Linked DNA regions of Mus musculus: all the other regions are linked to region 2. A link is a contact called in public promoter capture Hi-C data. All regions are on one chromosome and are shown on one strand. The core of a region is the stretch at or near the end of the contact, and the rest is flanking DNA. Distances in the headings are between cores, read along the strand shown. Region 1 holds the start of Slfn5 (schlafen 5). Region 2 holds the start of Slfn3 (schlafen 3). Region 3 holds the start of Slfn8 (schlafen 8).

Region 1 (4,465 bases), core at 619-3,118, 240 kb after region 2:
AATCATAAGCAGTGCTCGTAATTGCCACTTCTCTAGCCCCAAACAAATAGAGCTTTTTTAAAAATAGAAAAGAAAAACTCAACACAGTGGGCTATAAGAATTTCCCTTCTTGGATTGAAGCCCCTAAGGGAATAGGAACTCTATAGAAAAGCCAACAGAGTCAACTAATCTGGACCCTTGGGGATTCTCAGAGTCTCAACCACCAACCAAAGAACATTCCTTGCAAGTAGGAGACCCTGAGTTTTCACCCCAACACCGCCGGAAACCACCATCTGCTGGTTGTTTTTTTTGTTTGTTTGTTTGTTTTTGTTTTTGTTTTTCTGTAGAAACAAAATCTATGATAAAACCAATGGCTCTAAGTCTGCACTTTGAGACTTTTTTAAAGAAAAAGTCTTACTGTGCAGCCCTGGGTGACCTAGAACTCACTATGTAGACCAGGTTGGTCTTGAACTTCTGGAGATCCACCTGCGACTGTCTTTCCAGTGCTGGGACTAACGGGTGTGGGTCTCACCTGGCATTTTAAGACTTTTAGATGCCTCTAATCTTTGTTTTCCTTCTCCCTTGCTTGTTATAAGTCTAGACTTCTTAGATCCACCAAGTGCCCTCTCAGTGAAAACCTACTGTGTGCTGAGGAGAACAGTGGGCTTTACAAACTGTGCACAATTTAAAAGACACCTCCTCTCCTCCCTTGCAGTTACATAAGAGCAGGAAGTAATACCCTCGAGAAGTTTGAGAGTAGTTTTTCGTTTTGTTTCATATTTTCACCAACAAAGACATTAGAATGTAGAGACTGCCTTTTGGGTCCAGCAGCGACTCCTGAAAGTCCTCCTGCTATGTCAATAATTCAGAAATGGAGTTCTGCTTTCTGATTGGCAGAACTCCTATCCCATCTGGAAAATCCACAGCCATGTCAGTCTCTTCTTTCACTTTCACAAAGATAGAGGCATTTAAAGTTTAAATGTCTTCTGGCATTTAAACCCTTCCATCCGGTTCAGCGTGCTGTGGCACTAAGTCACTGCTCTGCCATAGGTTCAGACACAGAAACCCTCAGTTCCTGCCTATTCCCCTCTCCCACTTCCCCACCACACACACACACACACACACACACACACACACACACACACACACACACACACATTAGGGATCAGTTTCTATTTCCCAGGCACGACAAACCCAGCTTTGGAGAACTTCAGACAGTACACCCACTTCCTCTTAGGGCCTTGCCTCTGAACCACGAGCAACCACCTCACCCCAACCCTAGGACCTGAGGAGCTACTACCAAGTGCTTTCATCTCTCTGATCACTTCCCCTGCCACTTCTGCTTTCAGAACCACCCTGTTTAAAGGGAAACAAAGTCACAGAATCATGCTTTGCAGACCTGCTTCTTTGGTCTGCCCACTGAATTGTTGTTAACCGCGTTATCAGTTATCACAGACACTGGGCTCTGTAGGCACCAAGCCAGAGGTTTAAAGGTGACTCTGGTGATAGACCGGACACTTCTCGTCTCCTCCCCGAGATAGGTCCCTCTCCTCACTCGGCCACCTTCCCCGGGACTTCCCTTCCCAAGCCTTCAACACCTCCGGCCCTCTGCCGCCTAAGCCTATGGGCCCCAGATGCTTCCCAGCCGGCTATCCATGGATGTTACCACAGGTTATAGGAAGCGAACTCTGGAATTCAGGCGCGGCACCCTGCCTCCCCACAACCTCGCGGGGGAACCTGATGACCCTGGATCTGATAAAAAAACTTGTGCAAAAGACTAAGAGGAACCCGTTACCCGCCGGAGTCTGTCCTCCGCAGCCCGCAGGGCGCCCCGTCTCCTGGAATCAGAGCTGATGTCCTGGGTCCAGAGTGGAGACCTCTACCCTGTGTGCTCTTGTCCTTAAATCAGCTGAGCGCAGTGACATCGCATGGGGCGGGGCAATCTGCAGAAAGCAGTCCTGTTCCATGGACCAGGAAACCCCAGTGCTTCCAGTAACCTCAGTTAACTTTAAGAAAGAGAAGAGCTTTTTTTTTTTTCTTTTTCACTTTGAAGGGGCGTTAATAGTTCTTACGGCCACTCAGGGAAGGAAACCTGGCACAATCCCATGTCCCCCAAACCTCCCCGACCCTACTTGACCCTTCACGGGACCCTTCAGACTCCACTGCTCCAGGGTCCCTCTCCTCGGTGCCTGAAAGTCCCTCAGTTTCCCTGGTTTCTGCTGGAATCCTCACAGCAAGATCTTCAGCTTACCAAGGACAGCGATCTTCAGGATGATGGGTCGGTGGAGGCACCTGGAAAAACAAGAGGCAGAAAATTAAAGCCCTCCTTTTTTTTTTTTTTATTACGTATTTTCTTCAATTACATTTCCAATGCTATCCCAAAAGTCCCCCACCCCCGACTCCCCTACCCACCCATTCCCATTTTTTGGCCCTCCTTTATCTCCACTTCCCCAAACGTTCCAGATTGTTGATATCCCCCGCGTCCCACCCCCGCCCTGCTTTCCTCTACCTTTACCCTCCAGGCGCGGTTTCCTGCAGAACAAGTTGCTGCTTGGGGGCTGAAGGGGGGGACAGGGTAGTTCGAAAGGATCCAGAGCAGGATATGCTGCAACTGGGAGTGAGGGTGGAGGCGGAAAAGGACTGAGCTCCCAGGGGGCTAACTCCAGCCTAGATTTCCCGACCCTAAGCATTCCTCCAGTCCTGGAGCCAACTGTCCTCTCCTGCCCTTCTTTGCGCTTCTTAATGTTCTGGCGAGTACATATTTCTCTTAACTCTTTACAACTCAGGCATGGATACCCCCAGAACCCCTGGAGCTGGGGGAACAAATCAGGTTCCCTCCTCCCCAACAGACTAAAGAAGCAAGCTAAAGGAAGCGGAAAGGGGGAGGGGTGCTGTTAAAGAGATTTAAAGCCATTAATAATCTCTCTATTAGTTAGAGACTCAGCTGCCAGCACTTTCCCTTCTCCTGCAGTCAACACAGTTGGAGGCTGCAGTCAGTAAGTCCAGAAAAGCCCAAGGGTGTCACAGAGAGATTCATGTTGGATTCTGTAGCCTTGTGACTCATGGGGGGAGGGGGTGGAGAAGGCACGGGGACTGGGACCTGGCGACCACACCCTTTCATAGCAGCCAGAAGCATAAAGCCTGGTCAGCCTTTTTACATTTCTTCTTTGAAATCCAGATAACTGGTATATAATATTCCCCTTTAAGCAAAGATACATTTCTCACTCTCCATATGTGTCCATGTGTGTGCAGGTACACACACATGTACAGCTATACATGCACATGCATGTTTATACAAGAAGGCCAGAGGACAGACAGTTCATCTGCCCTTCTGTAAACACCTTCTGCCTCGTTTTGAGACAGGCTCTTTCATTGAACTCACCAAATAGGCCAAGATGGTGGGCCAGCAAGCACCCAGTGCTTCCTCTGTGCCTTCCAGGCACTGGGATTACAAACACCCGGTTTGTAGAGATGAAACTCAGATTTGAGCTACCTCTCTAGGCCTCTTTAACCATTCCTGACAGCGAGTTAAAAGTAAACTCTTCATAGACATGCTTACAACGCTCCTTACAATGTTTGCCATTTGATAAAGTGGAATAAAACGAGCTCGGTCTCGAGAGGAAATTGATGTTTTATCAACATCTGTTTAAATGAACAATACATAGCACAGTTAATGTAGGAAGAGCCTATCCTGCAGAGCACCTACACTGAGGTCCGAGAGTGCCCTGACTCTTTTCCTGTCCCAGTAGATAGGGCTCTTCTCAGGAAGCTTAGTCCTTCAACCAAGTCTCAATTTTCTGTTGGGGGAACAGAAAAACAGAAGAGGCTTGGAATTTTCTTTCTGCACTTTTCCCTCAGATTGCAATCACCTTAGCAGAAACAAAAATTCTCTAGAGGGGCTGGTGAGATGGCTCAGCGGGTAAGAGCACTGACTGCTCTTCCAAAGGTCCTGAGTTCAAATACCAGCAACCACATGGTGGCTCACAACCATCCGTAGTGAGATATGACACCCTCTTCTGGTCTGTCAGCTACAGTGTACTTACATATAATAATAATTTTTTTTTAAAAAGTAGTTTTAAAAAATTCTCTAGAGAGTGCCCTCCCTTTGGATTGTCAGTTGAGACAGTGGGCTTGGAAACTACTTGGGGGAATCTCACACTGGGAAAAGGAGAGGTGGCAGCTAGAGAAGGAACTGACTCTCTGGAAGTGCTTTCCCACAGCTCAGACAACTTGCAGGACAGACAGAACCCAGACAGCAATGGGTCAACTTACTAGCAAGACTACACCTTGACCAGGAGTACTGAATTCTGCACACCCTCAGCTTCTGTTTAACTCTAAGCTTGACATCAGTGCCTAGAAGGACTTGTGGGTCACTGGGCCTCCTTGTTTGATCCTCTCCCCGATGTGTGGCCTCCCACACTGAATAACTCTTTCTCTGCTTGTCACTACTACTTATTTCTCTAATTGTTGTATTTAGGATGGGTGG
Region 2 (4,401 bases), core at 237-2,736:
ATAGCTGACTGTGAGCATCCACTATTGAAAAGATTTTTTAAAGTTTTATTTTTATTCTATGGACATTGGTGTTTTGCCTGCATGTGTGAGGGAGTCAAATCCCCTGGAACAGGAGTTACAGACTGTTGTGAGCTGCCATGTGGATGCTGGGATCCTTTGGAAGAACAACCAGTCTTCTTAACCACTGAGCCATCCCTTCAGCCCCATCATATAGCTTTTAAAGGGTATGAAAGCACTAGGGAGACTTATGTAGGAAGAGGTCTATCATGTGGGTGGAGGGACAAGGGAGAGTAAAGAGGAACCCATGACCAAAGGACATTCCACAGATGATAATATTACATTGAAACACTTAATTCAGTGCAATTTAATACCAATTAATAAGAAAGAGGCTCATGAGATTGGAAAAACATCGCCATCAACAACACATCAACTTTCCTTCGGACTTTCTATTTGAGGTCTTTGGAAGCTGTAGTTGCCTTTGCTGTTTGAACACTAGAGGGCACTGACAGCTAAAATGACAACTACAGAACCAACCTTACAGTAATAAGAGTTGGTTGGTTGGAAGGCTAAGGTGGGGCATTACAGTGACTTGGCCTATATCACATAAATGCAACTTTCCTCACGGGGCCACTGTGGTTGGGTAGTCTGTCCTACACCTGCTCAGGCAGGCTCCTTTCCTCAACCTCTTCTGGCATGGTTCCTGTCCTCTACCTCTTCTGGCATGGCTGAACTCTGCTCCTTTCCTCTCGCTTCTTGGCAGGAAAATCCTAAAAGTCCCCCCTTTGTCTGCCCTGCCCAGGCATTGACTGTGGGCATCGTTACTTACCAACCAGAACCAACTGGGGGCAGCCACGAAAACTCTTGACCAAACTCAATGCAGTAAAGAGTGCATTTTATACAGGGCTTTTAATATGAAGTTTCCTCCCCCCCCCCCTATTTCATATATAGGCTAACTTATAATTGGATTTTTAAAACCTTCAGGTTGGATTTTAAAGTTAGCCTGGATGTGGAGGAAGGGAGGGCCAGCCAGGCGATACAGAAGGGACTCATGTGAGCATTGTGGCAGAAACTAAAACCACATGCTGGTCGCCTTGTCCTTTCTAGACAGCCTTCAGGGAGGGTGACTAATTACAGGAGCGGATATATTCAAAACATCGCTCAGGCCTCATGATTATTTTCTGTGTTTCCTTCTCTTGCTCTCCATGATCTGAGGATATTGTTCCTTCCGCACTGGTCAGTTTCTTCTAAAGAGGCCCCTGTGTGATTTCAGTTATATAGCAGGACTTTCTGACCCAGAAGCGGTACAAATGATGACACAGAGGCTTTTGGGTATTTTAAAGCTTAAGCCTATAGCTGGGCAGATTCCCAACCAACTTTCTAGTTCATCCCGATTAGTCCTGGCATTACCTTCCATGTGTGGCCAGCTCTGTGTCTCTGCTCCTGTTCAGGTCCGTCTTTCATCTCCGAGGCCCCAGGCATTTTTGGCGCGCCTTTGCTTTCTTTTACCAGAGTCCCTCCCCCAGGAAGTTCTGTCATCCACTTCCTGCCCAGCTCCGGTGAGGGTGGGAGGCAGAAATCAGAGTGGCTAAGGACCTTGCACAGTCATCAGTGTTCCAATGTCTAGCTGCACAGCTAAGCTGAGAATTCCCCAGGATGCCTGGCACTCTAGGGATTATGCAAGGATGCCTCTGAAACAGAGTGCTGTCCATTACATTCTCCTAGTCAGACTGGCTAAACCTCTGTGGGACACTTGCTTCAGTCCCTAAAATGTAGCATTATAAAAAATTAGCAGGTCATAAAAGTATCTGTGTGTAGCTGGGGGGCTGGGTGTTCACAGCTACACCACCATGTGGAGGTCAGAAGACAACTGGCTCGAGTCAATTTTCTCTCTCTCCTGCACAGAGATCCCTGGGGCTGGGCTCCTCAGGCAAGGTGGGAGCTGCCTCCATCCACTGAGCCATCACTTCACTGGCTCCCACTCTTAAGTCTTTCCCCAAGGTTTGTCCTGTTGACCTGAAAACCTGACTCTGCAGCCAAGCATGCCATTACTAGGACTCCATTGCTCTTTCCCAGTTCATGTCCCTACCCAGGTCTCTGCCCCACACTGTTACAGTCATCCTTTACTTGGGTTCCTCCTTCTGACTTTCCTATGTTAATCCAGCTCCTGACCTGATACCCAAAGAGGCTGACATTAGGCAGGCAGCTGCTGCTTTTGTTGAAACTCTCTGCCAATGATCCTCCCGTGAGTTCCCGTAGCTTTGAGAGTGCAACAACTTCCTAGGTCATACATGATGTGTCCCACTACTCTCACGACTTCACACTGATGTCACCTCCATGAAACAAGTGTTTCTAATGTGTCTCAGCCCCAGTGGCTGTTGTGTGGAGGCAGAATGGTAGGGTGATCTCTAGTCCAGCTACTGTGACAGGTGTCACGAGGTGCTCATGCAGCTATGATAATGTGTCTTCTCACTTCCTTGGTCTTCAAAGGTCTAGGCCATAACTCTGAAAACCACAATCGCAAATCTTCAAAACAACTAAAACCCCAAAGCCAGAAAAACTTATCCTGGAAAAACAATAAGAATTCTTTAAGAGAATTTGATGACGTTTTGTTAAGATCATTTATTTTAGAAATATTAAAATGGCAGAACCTTTGTTATCCAAATTTTTTTATGTATAACTTCTCAGTTAATAATGAAGCTTTGTTGAAGAAAGATACAAGTAGAAGAACTGTATTCATAAAAACACAGATCTGAGGACAGAGCACATGAAAAAATGAAGTATATTTTAAAGATGAATTGTATTGATAAAGAAATAGATCAGAGCAGAACATGGCTAAGGATAATGGGGCCTGTGAACACCCAACTCATAGCCCCCATTATCAGAACTGTCGTGATGGGCAACCAGTCTTTTGATGAACTCCATCAAATGTCACAACAGGTTACCACTGTATGTACAATAGCTGCTAAGGGCTAAATGTCGAGAAATTTTATCCTTCACAAACGTAGATTTACAATAAAGACATTTCTTCCTTTACAAAGGAAATACCAACGTTTCAATTAATGCGTAATACTTGCATGTAAACTCAATGCTGTAAATACCTGTAAAGGTATTATCTACAGCACAAACAACATGATGATACGAACATAAAAAAATACATGTCAAATCCTAAACGAACAATATCAACATCTTAAAATCCTGTTATCAATACTTCATCGGAAATGATCATATAAATAGAAAAAAATAGATGCCATGTTGTAGCCCCATAGAAACTGCCAGCATGGCCTAAGACCAGCCTGTAGACTGTCTTACATACAAGAGATACAATGTTTTCCTTTAAGACAGAATGTGTCAAGACAGACTGGAATAAGAGTTAAGATATTTCTCGAAAAGTAAACTATATAGTTGCATGCCTTTAAAAATGCAGACATAAAACGATCACTACAGTTTTACCTGGGTAAACTGTAGAAAGACTCATTACTTCCAAATATTTCAGCAAGAACTTTTTCTAAGTATCCTACTCATCAGATTCGAATATGAGTTAAGACATTTCTCGAAAAGTAAACTATATAACTGCCCACATTTAAAAACGCAGACATAAAAGAATCCCAGTTTCTCCTGGGTAAACTGTAGAAAGACTCATAACTTCCTAAGATTTCAGCGAGAGCTTTTTCTAAGTCCTTTACTGCCTTGGTAGTCAGATAATATATTTGGGGGTAACATATTTTCGCGCTTGAGTCATAAAGACACATTGTCTTATGACCCAAGTATGTTATCTTTACTATAATACCTATTTTCGCAGTGTAACCACAATGGTTTACCAACGTCTGCTTTAATGTTAGGGCAATTTGTTTATAATAGCCCTTTAACTCGGCGCCTAGTTTCCCAAGAAGACTGCTGTTGCCTTCCAGGTTCTCATCTCCCTGGACAAAGACATGCAGGGTCAGGAGACTGCCCTGGGAAATATGAAGCACATCCCAGATAACTTCCTGCTTCTCTTGCAAGCCCAGATCCAAAGCCCAGCTCTTGGAGACAACCAGTGTTCCTTTACGCAGGGAGCCCAATTCTGTCCGGACTAACTGCTCATAGCCTTCATGTTGTGAGAATGGTTTCATGCAGAGGGCTTCTGGAGAGCATATCACCTTTCCAGGCATCACTAGACAAGAAAAGAAACATAACAAATTATAAAAGTAAAAGTGCCCGGAATGTTGTGTGTGACACATCACCAAGCAGTTTGTAAATCCCACACTTTGCAGCCCAAACGAGAAGGTGAACACAAGATACCAAACACTGATTCAAGAACTGTAAGGAGGTAGATGCAAGGGGGACTTGGACACTCAAACGGCCAAAGAGGGAGCCATGGAAGCAGCTGAACATTCACAGTCTCAGAGGCTTGCTCTGAGG
Region 3 (4,751 bases), core at 1,779-4,278, 170 kb after region 2:
TAATTTCTAGGAGTATAAACCTTATAGACCTTCATAACACACTCAGAAACCTCAACTTTTTAAATAAAAAATGTTTTTAATAACCTGAAATCATTGCCTTGTCCTTTTGACTTTCAAGGTTTATTACCAGTTTTCAGAAAAAATAGCCTGAAAACATTCTGTGTTTCAAAGTTATGATGGATTAACTTTGGTTAAAAGAATCTTAGAAGAAAATAAAAGCAGTACTGGATAGTCTGGTTCTTTCCACCTAAGTTCCAGCTTTCTGCAACCGTGGATGCAGCCAGATTAAGAGGGCAATGGAAGGTGAGAGTGCACTTGAATTCAGCAGTGTCCTTGCAGCTCTGTTCTTTGTACCACTCGATGTTTAAAAGAAGAAGAAGAGGAAGGAGGAGGGGGAGGAGAATGAGGAGGAAAAGAGGAAGAAGAAGAGGAAAAAGAAAAGGAAGAGGAAGAGGAGGAAGAGGAAGAAGAAGAAGAAGAACAAGAACAAGAACAACAAGAAGAAGAAGAACAAGAAGAAGAAGAACAACAACAACAAGAGGAAGAGGAAGAACAAGAAGAGGAACAGGAAGAGGAAGAGGAAGAAGAAGAACAAGAACAAGAACAAGAAGAACAAGAAAAAGAAGAACAAGAAGAACAAGAAGAAGAACAAGAAGAAGAAGAAGAAGAAGAAGAAGAAGAAGAAGAAGAAGAAGAACAAGAACAAGAAGAAGAACAAGAAGAAGAACAAGAAGAAGAACAAGAAGAAGAAGAAGAAGAAGAAGAAGAACAAGAAGAAGAACAAGAAGAAGAACAAGAAGAAGAAGAAGAGGAAGAAGAAGAAGAAGAAGAAAACAACAAAGAAGCCATTCTCAATTCTCTATGTCCTTGTGATTGTGGGTTAAGATGAAAGCACTCAGCTACTGCTACAGCATTGTTAGTCCCACTGAACAAGAATGAGACCACTACCTCAGTTTTTAAGGCAAGTTTGAAGCAAGCTTTATTAAATATGGCCAGGTCCATGCCTGGCATTCCCAGAGAATGACTGTAAATTACATTAGACAGGGGTTTATAAAGGCCCTGTCAGGCTTGATTATGTTGGTGCTGCAGATGCAGCCCCTTCTGCAATGCAACTGCCACTGTTGCTGCTGCCATCTCATGGGACAGCAGGGACAACTGGCAAGGGGAGGGGAGGGAACCACTCCCTTGAAGTGTATGCTATCTGGGCTATTGTGGATCCTCCTGGTCTTCCAGCTTCAGGATGAGCATCTCCTGTCCTAGCCAGAGCATGGGCATGCCTGGTGCACACAAGCATGCACCTGTCTCCCACTCTGTGAACCAGCCGGGGTTGGAAATGGAGCAAGTCAAATCTCCCGTGCTGATCAGGAGTGGGATTGCGCCTATAAAGAGCCATCTACTCTCTTTACATTATTTCCTACAATGCCAATCCCTAGAGCCTCTCCCCAGCTCCTAAGTCTGATGCTCTCCATTTCATTCTCAGTTTTTTTCCTGGGGAATCAGCTCTGCTTGCCCATAGTCTGCAGCCTAGAGCTGGGGCTCCTCTGTTTCCCTATTCATTTGGCCTGTTTGCACAGCCTGAGCACCCACACGTGGCACTTGTGGCACTGGCCTGAAGCTGCCCTAACACACTTGCTTTCTGACCTCCCCTCGCCCCTGGCCCCACCACGCCCTCAAGCCACTGCTGTCAGCCCTCTGATTTCTTTCCATTCTGGTCCACATCAACTCGAAGCCATGTGTACACTAGACAAAACTCTGTCATTTGTCTCTTTGGGTGTGTATCTCTTCATGTGTTTTTATCTACTGATACAACCTGTCAAAGTCACTTAACAAGATAAGGTTTTTGTTCTATCCTGCCTTAGTAAATAATGATTTGTAAACAATATGAGGTTAAAGATCACTGTCTTTTATAAATATATGTTTACCCTTATTTCTTAACTGCCATTAAGTTATAGTGTACCCTATTTGCTAGTACATTCTCAAACAAGTAATTAAGCAATCACAGGTCGTCTAACTCAGATATGCTCAATAGAGACTACTGTCAAACTTGTCAGAAATCTGCTAAATGTATTAATTTTTAAGCTCATGACAGACAGAGACTCCCAAAGCCTGAGAGTTATCTTTTATGTTCTCCAAGGAAAAAAGGACACAAGAGTCTACTAGTCTTGGCTGCTGCTACGGCTTGGTTTACACTGTGGACAAACAGGATACCCTGAGAGTCAAATGCCTCATATTGCCTAAGCCAAGGTGGGTCATTTCTCATTTCACACATATCTAACTCCACAGAAAAAAAGGTTTTTGTCTTTTGGCCTTGAAATCTAGACTGACTCTGCCCAAGATGCCATGGAGACCTCAAGTACCTGGGAGCTGTTTATGTAGTGAACCGTACATGAAACTCTGTCATTTTAATTAATACATGACTCCTAGATTATACTTTATTTTCAGATTTCTGACTCCATTGATAGCTAAGGTAACTGTAGCTTGACAGCTAGAAAACAGACGTAGCTCCTTACCCTAAGGGAATCCACCACTGTGTGTGCTCATTAGTACATTATTTAACTAGGTAAGACTGCCAGACTTCTTACAGACTTCACGATAAAGGATCATAAGTTCAGATGTAAGCTTTCACAGATATAACCTGCTCCTTTCTTACCTAAGCTCAGTTTCCAGTGAGTGAACGCTTCGTGTTTCCTCTTCTAGCTATGCCACCGTTCTAACACTGTTCGGTAGAGTTCTTATACATTTGCTTAACCCTAAAAAAATCCCACTATATGAAATATTATGTTTTCTTTGATTGTCCTTTCCACAGCAGGGAACCCCTTCAGGCTGAGAAGGCTATAAGTCCTTGCTACAGTGAGGAGGCCCACGAATAGCTAAGAATGGGGGCTTAGCTGGAAACACAGCAAGACAGTCAGATCCTTCAAAACCAGAAGTGAGCTCAATCTGGCAGCATGCCTGCAGCTGGCCAGAAAATTTGAGCAGTTTCGTTTTCCCCAAAAGCAAGTAACGCAACCACAAGAAGAACTGAGCCAGTTCGCTGTTACCACTGCTAGCCAAACTCACAGTAGAACCAGGGCTGCTTTTCTGGACTTCACAGGCAGGTGACTAGTCCACAAGTGGAACACTACCCGGCCACAGACCAGAAGGATCTTGTCAGGAGGCTGGCTTCTGGAAAGAAAGGGAGACTTACATTCCTGTCTGTTTCCAAATTCTGCTTTCCAAGGTGGCCAGGGAACAGGGATCAAGAGAACTCCACTGGAAGTGGTGAGTGAGGGTCCAGGTGTGACCTTCAAGGGAGCCAGGGAAAGATGGGAGGCCCGGCTCCAGAGGGAAGGGGCTGGAGAAGAGCTCCAGAGGGAAGGGGCTGGAGAAGAGCTTATCTCCTTTTGAAAAAATTTTATCCTGTCTTGTGTAATTTGTATGAAAAGATCCCATAAACAGATTGATTAGTCGGTATATAGATGCAGACAGATAGGTCCATGAGGGAACACTAGCATTTAGGACGAGCAAGGAGGAAAGAGGAAGTGGGGAGAAAGCAGAGACCAAAAGAAACTAAAAACACCAAGAACAATCCGAACGCCCAATATAGCTCAGGTTCACAATTATTGAAGTTTAGTTTCTGAGTTTCAAGCTTTCCAGTATTTAGAAGGCTTCCTATTGGTCTCTGCCCACGGGCGGGAGAGGGTGGGTGGAGAGTCAGGCAGTGAAAAGGAAAGGCTGGAATTCCGCGCCACCTCCGCGCGCTCTGCGCTCTGGGATCCGGAGCAACCAGGACCTGGTGAGACCCTCAGCTCCCCTCCACCTTCCCTGAGGTCCAGCACACCAGAACTGGGACCTGAGCAGCCCAGAAGCCAGGGTGGCACCACTGTGTCTCTCCTGTCTGAAGACCCGGATATTTTCTCAGACTTGGCGACGCGTTCCTTTAAAAGTAGGTGCTGAGGACTGGAGGGGCCTGGGAGTGAAAGGGGATGATTCCAGTGGGTGAGAGACTGACCAGCCCAGCACAGGAGAAGGGGGACCCAGATGGGTGAAGGGATGGGGGAGGGAGGCTGTCTCTGTCACTCTGGCTTGCTCTGGCTGGCAATCTCAACAGGCAGTCTCTGAGCTGGTAGAGCCTGTTACTCTTAGTAGGTGCAAGTTAGAGTACAAGCTTTAGGCCCAAGGTTCAGCTTTGAAATGACAATGTTGAAAGGGATTCTGCAGATGCCACTGAGCGACCCCTCTCTCTAAGATACTGTCTTTAACTGAGCAATGAGCCAAGAGGCAGAAATAGAATAGCTACTATCTCACCCAGGGTTTATAATCCAGAAGCTATGGAAAAGAGCCTAAGACCCTGGGATTTCAGTTTCTCAAATAGCACACCTTCTAAAGCCTGTTTCCTTTCTGTCCCAGTTCTGCCTAAGATGGCCAGTCCCAATTTGTTTTGCCCAGTGTACTGCCCCAGCCCTTCTAGTGTCTTGTGTGTTCCACTCTTACTTTCTACACACAGTCATCAGAGGCCTAATCTTTCACCGACTGTTTATATGATTGTATAAGGGAGACAAGATCACCTTTCTGCAGGTCTCAGGGAATGGTGCCATTACTATAGACCAGCTGTCCCACAAGCCCCTACAATCCTTCAACATTGGCAAACATCCTCTAGTCTGGCCTTATTCTGGGTCACATGACACTTTTAGGATTTTACTCCCTTAAAAAACCTCAATTATATACATCTGGAGAGATGGCTCAGCAGTTAAGATCACTTCTTGTTCCTG

What was found. Capture Hi-C pulls out chosen DNA fragments and counts their contacts.
Region 1: a contact with region 2 is called in a promoter capture Hi-C map of liver. The contact joins the promoter of Slfn5 here to the promoter of Slfn3 in region 2. A contact is called at or near these places in 17 of 39 promoter capture datasets (the 3T3-L1 cell line, 3T3-L1-derived adipocytes, the C10 cell line and 11 more), 5 of 484 Hi-C or Micro-C datasets (CD4 T cells, bone marrow-derived macrophages, cerebral cortex and 1 more), 9 of 115 datasets of contacts at active chromatin or transcription factors (the 230-238 cell line, the HPC-7 cell line, the SCID.adh cell line and 6 more) and 4 of 9 other capture datasets (adipose tissue, liver, macrophages and 1 more).
Region 3: a contact with region 2 is called in a promoter capture Hi-C map of liver. The contact joins the promoter of Slfn8 here to the promoter of Slfn3 in region 2. A contact is called at or near these places in 7 of 39 promoter capture datasets (the C10 cell line, embryonic stem cells, hippocampal neurons and 3 more), 2 of 484 Hi-C or Micro-C datasets (the G1E-ER4 cell line and bone marrow-derived macrophages), 4 of 115 datasets of contacts at active chromatin or transcription factors (bone marrow-derived macrophages, effector CD8 T cells, large pre-B cells and 1 more) and 4 of 9 other capture datasets (adipose tissue, liver, macrophages and 1 more).

Annotation. Positions count from the first base shown.
Region 1 is chr11:82,949,505-82,953,969 of GRCm38.p6, reverse strand. It overlaps Slfn5 (schlafen 5), which reads right to left and starts at 1,868. Exons shown (of 6, transcript NM_183201.4): 1 at 1,775-1,868. All of the region lies in intron 1 of Slfn5os (schlafen 5, opposite strand), which reads left to right.
Region 2 is chr11:83,188,415-83,192,815 of GRCm38.p6, reverse strand. Slfn3 (schlafen 3) reads right to left here and starts at 1,486. Exons shown (of 3, transcript NM_011409.1): 1 at 1,408-1,486. It overlaps Slfn4 (schlafen 4), which reads right to left. Exons shown (of 8, transcript NM_011410.3): 8 at 2,600-4,153. The coding sequence ends at 3,522.
Region 3 is chr11:83,019,087-83,023,837 of GRCm38.p6, reverse strand. It overlaps Slfn8 (schlafen 8), which reads left to right and starts at 3,028. Exons shown (of 6, transcript NM_181545.4): 1 at 3,028-3,261; 2 at 3,810-3,925.